Regions from separate parts of the Gossypium hirsutum genome. Here regions 1 and 3 are each linked to region 2. A link is a contact called in public Hi-C data. All regions are on one chromosome and are shown on one strand. Each heading gives the region's core, a stretch centred on a gene start, on an enhancer-like site or on the middle of the called end of the contact. The rest is flanking DNA. Distances are from core to core; before and after follow the strand shown. Region 1 holds the start of LOC107888810 (PHD finger protein ING1). Region 2 holds the start of LOC107916574. Region 3 holds the start of LOC107917780 (probable voltage-gated potassium channel subunit beta).

What was found. Hi-C and Micro-C count contacts between places; a contact is called where the count stands out from the background.
Region 1: a Hi-C map of leaf shows a contact between it and region 2, with 2.0 times the contacts expected there. The contact joins the promoter of LOC107888810 here to the promoter of LOC107916574 in region 2. A contact is called at or near these places in 4 of 34 Hi-C or Micro-C datasets (callus, leaf and petal).
Region 3: a Hi-C map of leaf shows a contact between it and region 2, with 1.9 times the contacts expected there. The contact joins the promoter of LOC107917780 here to the promoter of LOC107916574 in region 2. A contact is called at or near these places in 2 of 34 Hi-C or Micro-C datasets (leaf and petal).

The regions. Positions count from the first base shown.
Region 1 is chrA09:49,116,885-49,119,986 of Gossypium_hirsutum_v2.1, reverse strand. LOC107888810 (PHD finger protein ING1) reads right to left here and starts at 1,643. Exons shown (of 8, transcript XM_016813039.2): 1 at 1,466-1,643; 2 at 1,199-1,270; 3 at 840-1,006; 4 at 168-231. The coding sequence starts at 1,493.
Region 2 is chrA09:48,958,680-48,962,186 of Gossypium_hirsutum_v2.1, reverse strand. It overlaps LOC107916574, which reads left to right and starts at 1,378. Exons shown (of 6, transcript XM_016845851.2): 1 at 1,378-1,576; 2 at 1,795-1,900; 3 at 3,015-3,059; 4 at 3,167-3,275. The coding sequence starts at 1,529.
Region 3 is chrA09:48,803,146-48,806,452 of Gossypium_hirsutum_v2.1, reverse strand. It overlaps LOC107917780 (probable voltage-gated potassium channel subunit beta), which reads left to right and starts at 1,590. Exons shown (of 4, transcript XM_016847093.2): 1 at 1,590-2,099; 2 at 2,990-3,185. The coding sequence starts at 1,732.

The DNA.
Region 1 (3,102 bases), core at 394-2,893, 160 kb before region 2:
TCATATCTTCTCTTTTTGACACAATGTCTAGAACTACCCATCCCCAACCAATAAATAGGAGGATAATGTGTTTCAATGCACTCGAATTCACGTCCTCCTGCATTGGTAACAATACCTATGCCCATCGAGCTAACACTCAATCGGCTACATTAAATAATACAACATACCACGACGTAGCTCGTCATCGGACATTTTCAAATATTGATCAAGTTGCTGTATATGTGAATCAACCTGAAAACATCTTATCAAAAACAGAAATAAGTAATGAGGAAACAAAAGTAGTTCCATCCAGCATTGAAATCTTAATATGTTTTCTTTTAAAGCTAACATCAACGAACAAAACCAATCAACTCTGATTTGTTTCCACATAAGAATGCATATTTTATTCATAAGAAAGAAAACGAACAACTATGTTATTGATTTGGCTTCTTACTTGTAACTCTTATGTCACTGGTTCATGTAACAGAGTAGGACCTTTTATGTTTTAGCGTAAAAAGCTATGTTGCCCCAGTTCTTTGTATTTTTAAGTATTCATGTCCAGCACACTCTAAATACATGAAAATATTTTATAACAATTGAGATTACCTAGCTGACACTGACACTGGAATCGAGTAACATAGTTTAAAAGATTATAGTAACCGCACCTCTCTCTTCTAAGGTAGCCAAAGCTAAAAGAATTTAACTGCATTTTCTATATTAAAATACTACCTTAGAATAGCACCAACTCCAACCAAGAACAGAAAAGCATTCAGGTTTCTCAATCATAGTTATTGCATATAAATAACATAAACACATGAAGGGATAAAATATAATCTAAGTTTTGACATAAAACCACGCACCAAATCATATGTCTGAATTGCCAAAGCAACCTTTTCATCAGCAATCCTAATGCCATGCTTTTGTTCATCAAGTGCCTCATCGGAGAATCTAATGTTTTCAGCCCTCACGCCGCGTTTTATATCTTCTATTTCTTGTTCACAGCGCTGTTCATTTTGCCTCACAATTTCTGTTTATAAAAAACAACAAAAGGTTTGAAACAAATTTTTTTAATTAAAAATAGGCATTTCATTTCATTGCTCTTATTGAATTTTAAACTTGACTATCTTTTAGGGGTTTTCATTGCTGGTTTGTTAACAAAGTAAAATCATAAATTTCAAATGAATCCCGAACAATTAAAAATTAAGTTTCAAAAGCATACCTTGTAAACTTTTGTCAAGATCACGCATCAATGCATACCTCTTTTGGAGAATATTGGGCAGTGCTTCCAAATCTGTAAAATTTGGATAAAAATCAATTTCAAAATGAAATCAACTAGCATTGCATTATCATAGCAGAAAATCTTGAATTAAGGTTTATGTTTCCCTTTTTTCTTCTTTGTGAATTTAGAATATAAGAGGCATAAATAAGAACCCAAAGAAATAAATTTAGAAAGAAAATTGAAGAAGAAGAAGAAGAACTAAGTTACCAGCTTGAAATTCATCGATGAATGACATTTTAGAAATTTAGGGGTTTTTTTATAATTTTAATATTGAGTTCCGCAGTTGAATTTCGATGGGGAAATTTCACGGATATCTTCCCGCCACTGGTGTAACGAACTTGAAGCCCTAAAATGCTGTAATTGGATTACGTCTCCACCAAATGACATATTTAGCCTTTCAGCCATCGAACAACTCCGAAGATTGATAGCACTTGGACACCAGTTAAACGTCAGCGTTTCATGTGCTTGAAATTAACATGAATTATTAATTTAAGGTTAAAATGTCATAAATCCCTATACTATTGACAAAATTGGATTTTAATCCTTCTTCTTTTCAGATTTTAAAATTCATGTTTAATTGTTAATATTTTTTTTGTTAAATTAGTTGTTATGACATTTTAAAATTTAAGAAAAAATACTCACTTAATAATAATGTAACTAAGAAAATGACGATGTAATAAACCTAAATTTAACAACGTTAATAGTTTGATCTAAATTTTGAAATTTGAGAAGTAGAAAGACTAAATGTCTAAAAATAATACAAAGACTAAATTTCAAATTTACAAAAAAATACAATGACTTATAACAAATTTTAACCTTAATAAAATTTAATAACTTTAAATATATATATACATATATATATATATATAAACAAGATTCATAGACTATATAAATGAAAAGTGGCGGTATCTCATTTTTTGTTTAATTTTTATACTTTTTAATAATTATAATTAAATATGTCTTTATAATTATAATTAAACATATATATCTTTATAATTAAATATTTTTAAATATATATTTAAAAAAGTGATGTAAAAGAACGGGATGAAGCCTCTTCCACGCAGAGTATTGGGATTATTTTAAAAACTATATAATTTTAAAATGTGTATACATATTTAAAAATCAATTATTATTATTATTATTATTATCCGGTACATCACGCTTCTAATTTCAAATTTACATTATTCTGTGCATTACACACTTAATTTGAAAATTACTGATATATATTTAAACAAACATTTTATGTTTTAAAATTATTTTTATGAGATAAAATAAATAAATTCGAAATAATTTTAAAATAGGATTATCCGAACATTTATCTCTAATTTGAGGTTATCAATTATAAATAACATCTTTTTTTTGTTTGTATTTTTATCATTTTTTATAATTTATTTAATGTGTAATATCATTTGCGATCACCGAATCTAGAGATCCTATTCATTCAATGGCCAAGATAATAATCAAGTAGCGTCCACCCAACTGGCGCAACGACGGAATCTAACGGCAATGGCTGTTGTGGTGGAGGTATGAGGTCAAATTGAAAGTTAGGCTTTGAAGAAAATTTTATGTTTATTGCAGACCGTGACATGATAATACATTATGCAATGATTGCTTTAATTTCATTACCTATTTTGTTTAGCAAATTCACCTGTGTGTTAAATATGGTATTTAGAGTTGAAATTGGAGGAATTTTTTAGGTGCTTTTCAATTTTACCTTTGTTCCATGAGATTTTTCTTTTAATTTCACCTTTTCTTCTTCTTCTTTTTTTTTTTTTTTTTTTTGCTTTAGAGAAGAGTCTGATTCTATTTAAAGAAAAGATTAAAATCACACAAGTGGGTGTTAA
Region 2 (3,507 bases), core at 129-2,628:
TCATTTTAGTCCTCATTCGACCTCAAGATGGTATGAGCTTTCGTAAGCTCATATATGGCCCAAGAATGATTATATATCATGTTTTATGTATATAAAACATGTAGCATATTGATTAATGGTGAAAATTGTATATAGTCGATCGTAGTTGCTCCAGCAATGAATGTGACATTTCGTAGATCAGACCCAACAATCAAGTCATGTATGTGGTGTTACTCCCATCACAAACATCCTTCTCATGCATCCCATAATGATGGTTTGATAGCAAGATCACTACGTTACCACTACCAAACATGGGACCTCCCCTATAAATATTCCACAACACATCAAAGAAAGGGTCGATCCTTAAGTGTTCTAGCCACCTTATTGTCCTCAGTGTACTGCTTTATACTCCCAACCTCCTTGCTCACTTTACTCCTATGGCTCTCCATCCTACCAGGGTGAACCGACCTTCACCATCACTACCACATCCTCCTCCATGTCTCCTTCCTTGTTGATACCTCACATAAAAAGAATAAAGCTTTCATGAAAAACATAGATATATGATTTTGAAGCAATTGATGTTTAAGGGAGAGACGAAGAAGTGAGGAAGATGATAGATGAGAAAGTTGTATATATTATTAAATAATATTATTTATTTTATTTTATTAAAATTTATTTTTTAATTTAATTATAGTAATGTATGTCAAAATATTGGATTAGAAGTAGTAACAGAATCATAATTTAGGTACTACTTTTGACAAAATAAAAAAGGTTTAGATACCTAAGTGAGAAAAAACTGTAATTTAAGGCCCAATTTTCTATTTAAGCCTTTTTTATAGTCCACTAATTATAGTAGTTGTTCAAACATCTCTTACATGTAAAATTAAATAATTTCAACTAAATTCAATTCCAAGTGGCTTTCCAATTAGGAAATTTACTATAGAGGTTCCTATACTAAGAGTTAGATTGCATTTTACTTTTTCTACTCAAAATGGGCAAATTGGTCACCATACATTAGATCAAATAGAAAATTGATCATTTTGTTAAAAATTTCATCTATTTTGTACTGTTAAAAATTGGCCCATTTATGTTAAGTGAGGTATACACGTCGCATGTCATTGTTTGATTATTCTGTTAACCACGTCAATTTTTAACAATACAAATGGATGAAATTTTTAACAAAAAAATTAATTTTCTCTTTAATCTAATATACAATGATTAGTTTATATATTTTGAGTAAAAATGAAAAAATGTAATTTGACTCCTAGTTTAGAAGCTTGCATGATACTTTAATCTAATTTAAAATGGAATTAACTTTTCACACAAAAAAAATGGATTTAACAAAATTGATGGATCACTCCTCCTTAAAGATTCCAAGACCAAACCAATAAACAAAACTGGGCCACAGCCCAAGAACATGAACAAGCTCCCTTTTCGTACAGTTTCAGGACAAGTCTCTCGGCCCTCATCGGTAATCATCATTATCATCAGCCAACTCAAAAGAAAACAAAAAATGAAAAATAAAAACAGCAGCTGAATTTGGAGGAAAATGGGTGACGCTTTGTTTGAGCTTGAGCAGAATCTAAGATCCCGAAAGGTACTTTTCATTTCCTTTTAATTTGATTTCCCCTCATTCTTTTTCCCTTCATATTTGGGTCCCTAAATCGTCGATTATAACCTATACAAGTTGTTTCAGAACTGTTAATTTGTGTATAAGTTGTCTTGTGATACTAACAATTGCTTGTCGCAAAGATATCGACGTTTGCTTAAAGTAAGTCCTTAAAATTGCTTAAAAGTGTGGGTTCTTTTTCTTAGGAACAATTAACCCGACAAGAAGAAAACATTTTTCAAAGGTGTAAGTCCTCGGCGCTTAATCATTTCACGGCTGGTGTAATTGCTGGTGGTGGTCTTGTTTGGGCAGGTATCTGTGTTTTGCGCATTGTTTTTGGTTCTTTGAAATCACATCATATAGGTTTTAATATACCAAGCATAAGCCCAAGCATGATTATGTTTAATTATGTTTCTTGGACTTGAGTGGGAGTATTGAGTATAGGTTTGTGACTGACATGAATATAATCAATTGTTTCTGTCTTTCCGGTTTTGGAGATCCTTGTAGGGTCATCATACCAACGAACCCATGTTTGAAAATGTGCTTGATACCTGTATCAGCATTTTTTTATACAATGCTTGGAAGCACCCATATCCCCTCCCAACCCTTAAATAGGAGGATCACCGTGCTTCATCATGCTCAAATTCATATCCTCTTGTGTTGATAATAATGCCGTTGCCAACCAAGCTAAAACTTAGTCGGCAGATACATGTATCAGATATGAGTACTTAAAAGTATATAAAGAGGAGCAACACAGATTAAAAGACCATGACTTTTGCAATGAATGATGTTTTGTTTAGTATTATTGTTATTGATCTTTGATTTATTGAACTTCAATTTTAGATAAAGCTCGAAATGTTGTTGCATGTATGAACTAGGTTCATAACACTGGGGTCTTTGAATCCTGAAGTTTCTCTTACTGTGGTTCAAGCTTTGAGACTATGAATAACTGAACATTATTAAAAAAGATATGGCAGGTACAATAGGCATTCGTAAAATTCCTTCTTCTTTTAAAAAAAAAAAATTCAAACCAAATTTTCTTTGTAAGCACTATTAGGGGCAATATGCATTTGTCATCGTCCTTTATGGTTAGCTACAACTTTAAATAGATAGCTTGTTTGGCTAAGGATTTTAATTATAATAATTCTATTTTGACAATACAATTACTTTCTCAAGAATGATTTCATGTCCAAGCGTTAAAGAGAAGTTTGGTCAGTAAGTAATTGTCTACAAGTTGGTCTTTTCCAGAATGTTGTCTAGTGATCCTTTGTATTCTTTAATAGATCTTCAATTGGATAGTAAGTTACTTATGAAGGTAACTTCTTTGTTGACTCCATACACTCGCAGTATCTTTTCCCTTTCTTATTCTACTTTGAATATTCTATTTTCACGATTTTCTGATAATTTTTTTTATTCTTTCTGGCAGCAACATGGAAGCTGAATAGGTTACTTCGGGTAAACCTCTCTGGTGGTAATTCTCTCTCTGGCTGATCATGCTCACCACTGACATGTATGAACATGCCAATGCACTCATTACAACTATTATTTTAATGACAATAGATCCTTTACTTTGTGCAGGAGCTGCCATAATACTTGGATTTTGGAAATTTGGGAATTCCCTAGATTCGAGTGTTGACCATATTCTTGCGTTAGACGGAACTCGGATGCAAAGTGAATTAGCAAATATGTACGTAATTATGTATTATTCGCTTTTTCGTTTTGAAATTTTCTAGTTAAAGTAATATGAAAAATAATCATGTTTTAATGGATTCATAGACATATCAGAAATATGGTGACTAGGAATACATGCTCTCTTGGATGCTCTACTAAGTTAACAGGCTTAACTTTCCTCAGATTTATTGTTCATATGTTGCATTTACAGTTGAATATGTCTGTAATTTGCATTCTGAAATGCTGGA
Region 3 (3,307 bases), core at 341-2,840, 160 kb after region 2:
TCTCATTGGCGCCATTCCGAAGATTTTGTGCCTAATTCTTTTATGAAGTTCTGTCAAATCTATGTCTTGGTTAAAAACCAGTTGTGTTGTATTCTCCGATAAAAAAAACAATGCCGTTCTTAGTGTCACGAACCTCACCATCATAGTAAATAACAACACTAATATGTTCACTCATCTTCAATTTTTATTCTACTTAGCCTCTCTAATTTTTCTTGCTGAAACTTATGCAACATGTGAATGACATTTGGCTCATTTATAGCCTAAGGCCAAGCAGGAACTATTGTAGAAAAAGAGTGTCAACGTGAGAGCTTTTTTCAGTAATTTTGTTGACAATGCATCCTGCTTGAAGCGTTTTTGACATATTAACTGTTTTCTCAAAATTACTTTTTCAGGAACTACTATAGAAAAAGAGTGTCTACGTATGAGCTTTTTTCACTAATTTTGTTGACAGTGCATCCTGCTTGAAGTGTTTTTGACTATTTTTTCAGAACCGTCTTCTCAAAATTATTTTTTCAAGAACTACTGTATAAAAAGAGCGTCTATGTGGGAGCTTTTTTCAGTATTTTTGTTCACAGTGTATACTACTTGAAGCGTTTTTACATTATCTTTTCGGAACCGTCTTCTCAAAATTATTTTTCAGAAACTACTGTAGAAATTTTTTTTTCTTATTGTTAATATAAATTTTTCAAAACTCAACCCTAAACCTTTTTACAAAAACCCTAAAAGCTAAACACAAACTTATTTAAAAAAACCTAAACCCTAATTTAATTAATTTTCTTAAAAACACTAAACCCTAATTTAAATTAATTTTTTTTAAAAATTTAAACCTTAATTTATTTTTTTAAATCTCTAAACCCTAAACAAATAAAATAATAAATTATTTTAATAAAACCCTAACCTTAAAACACTAAAACTCTAAACCCAAAAACCCTCGTCACTAAACATGCAAATAGCCCTAACCCTAGAAAAACACGGGCTAAAATGCGTCCCTAAAGGAATGCTTTTGCCATGTCAGCAAAACGCGTCCACTTTAGCATGTTTTTTGTTGACATGACAAAAGCGTTCCATGAGGAACGCGTTTTGCTAGAGTTTCCCCTTAAAACGCTCCTAGGTGGACGCGTTTTAGTGTTTTCGGCTTATTCCGATAAATAATAAATAAAATGGCCTATTTTCTTAAATAAAATAGAAAATGGGCTTTTATTAGTAAAATGGTCTAAATTATTATATTTTGTTTAAACAGGCTCTTATATTTATTTTATAATTAAATAAATCTTAACTTATTATTTTTATTCATGGAAGTCCTTAATTTCAAATTAAAGGATGATATTTTAAATTTTTTGCATTTTTATTAAATACAAAAAAAATAATGTTTTAATTTTTTTAAAGTACTTATATATATAATAGACTTAATCACACTTTTAAAATTTTAATTATTTTTTAAAATTTTATATTTTATTAATAGTGTATATAATTTCAAAATATTTTAATTTTAACATTAAAGTTTAGGTTTTATGAGTAAAAACTAAAAAGCATAGTTTAGGATTTTTTTTAGTATAAATAAATACAAAAAAAGAGAAAAAAATTTCCGATGCCATGTGATTTAACCTTTTTATTGCCCAATTTCAGATACCCAACGCTGCAGCTTCATTTGCCCACTATCTGTCTCTCTCTCTCTCTCTTTCACTTCACTTCCACAGCCTTCTCTTCTCCACCAATCCAAAAAAAACAAAGATGCAGTACAAAAACCTGGGCAGATCAGGCTTAAAGGTGAGTCAACTATCGTATGGAGCATGGGTTAGTTTCGGTAACCAGCTCGATGTTAAAGAAGCAAAGTCACTTCTCCAGTGTTGTAAAGACAACGGAGTCAACTTTTTCGACAACGCCGAGGTTTATGCCAATGGTCGAGCCGAGGAGATCATGGGTCAGGCTATTAGGGAACTTGGGTGGAAACGATCGGATATCGTGGTTTCTACCAAGATCTTTTGGGGCGGTCCTGGGCCAAATGATAAGGGTTTGTCTAGAAAACATATTGTTGAAGGAACCAAGGCGTCCTTGAAGAGGCTTGATATGGATTATGTTGATGTGCTCTATTGTCATAGGTTGGTTCACTTAAATGATCGGATTTTTTTTCTATTTCTTTTTTTATTTTTTGGGTTTGGAATCGATATGGGGTTTTGTTTATGTTTCCTGATTTGGTGCTTTTCATTAGATCAATTCATTTTAACAACTTTTCTTGCTTTTGTTTGAATATTTGTTTTATGCTGTTTATCTTTTCTTGGATTTTAATTTTGATCTGAAGTCACTTGATTTTTGGATTTTAGTTTTGATCTGAAGTTACTTAAAAAGTAGCATCTATAATCTTCAAGATGTTCGATTTTCAGTATTTCTGGGTCTTATTATGGCTTGTTTGTCGAGGAATTCTAATGTGTGGTTTTGGATATAGGTTTAGTTGAGGCAAAACTACCATGTAGCTATTGTATTAAGAGTCAAATTCATTTTGTCTCCTCTACTAAAAAAATTGGACAAATTAGTCTCTTAGATCAAAGAGCAAACTTATCATTTTGTTAAAATTTTCTATTTTTACTTTTTAACACGTGGAACACATGGAGCATCATGTGTCACTACTTGATTATTCAATCAGACACATCAATTTTTTAACCCTACAAATTGATAATTTTTTTAACAGAAATGATAAATTTGCTCTTTGATCTAATATACGGGGACTAATTTGCCATTTTTTGAGTAGGGAGGGCTAAATGTAATCTGGCTCGTACTTGTACTTTTTACCGTTTAGTCGAATGTTTTACATGTGGAGTAGTGTATAATCTATCATATGTAACAGTGTAAGGCTCTTTTACGGTTCTTTGTGGATTGAAGTCTTGTTTTCGTCTGGATAATTTCTCTGATCAATTTTTGGGAGTCTTAAGTTCTAGGAGTTTTCTTTTCAAGAAACTTGACATGAGTGCATTAATTTGATATTTGGTTACAGGCCAGACACACAGACTCCAATTGAGGAGACTGTGAGGGCAATGAATTATGTGATTGATAAGGGTTGGGCATTTTATTGGGGGACAAGTGAGTGGTCTGCACAACAGATTACGGAAGCATGGGGAGTAGCTGAGAGGTTGGACCTGGTAGGCCCGATTGTGGAGCAGCCAGAGTATAATCTATTGACTAGGCACAAGGTAAGTGGTGTTGGAACTCAGTATACCGAGTAGGCACTATTTCCTCCTTTTCATTTTATGTGAACTTTGTTTTGGCAACTACACATTTAATAGAATTCTCAGTATTCTTCAGTTTGTACCAT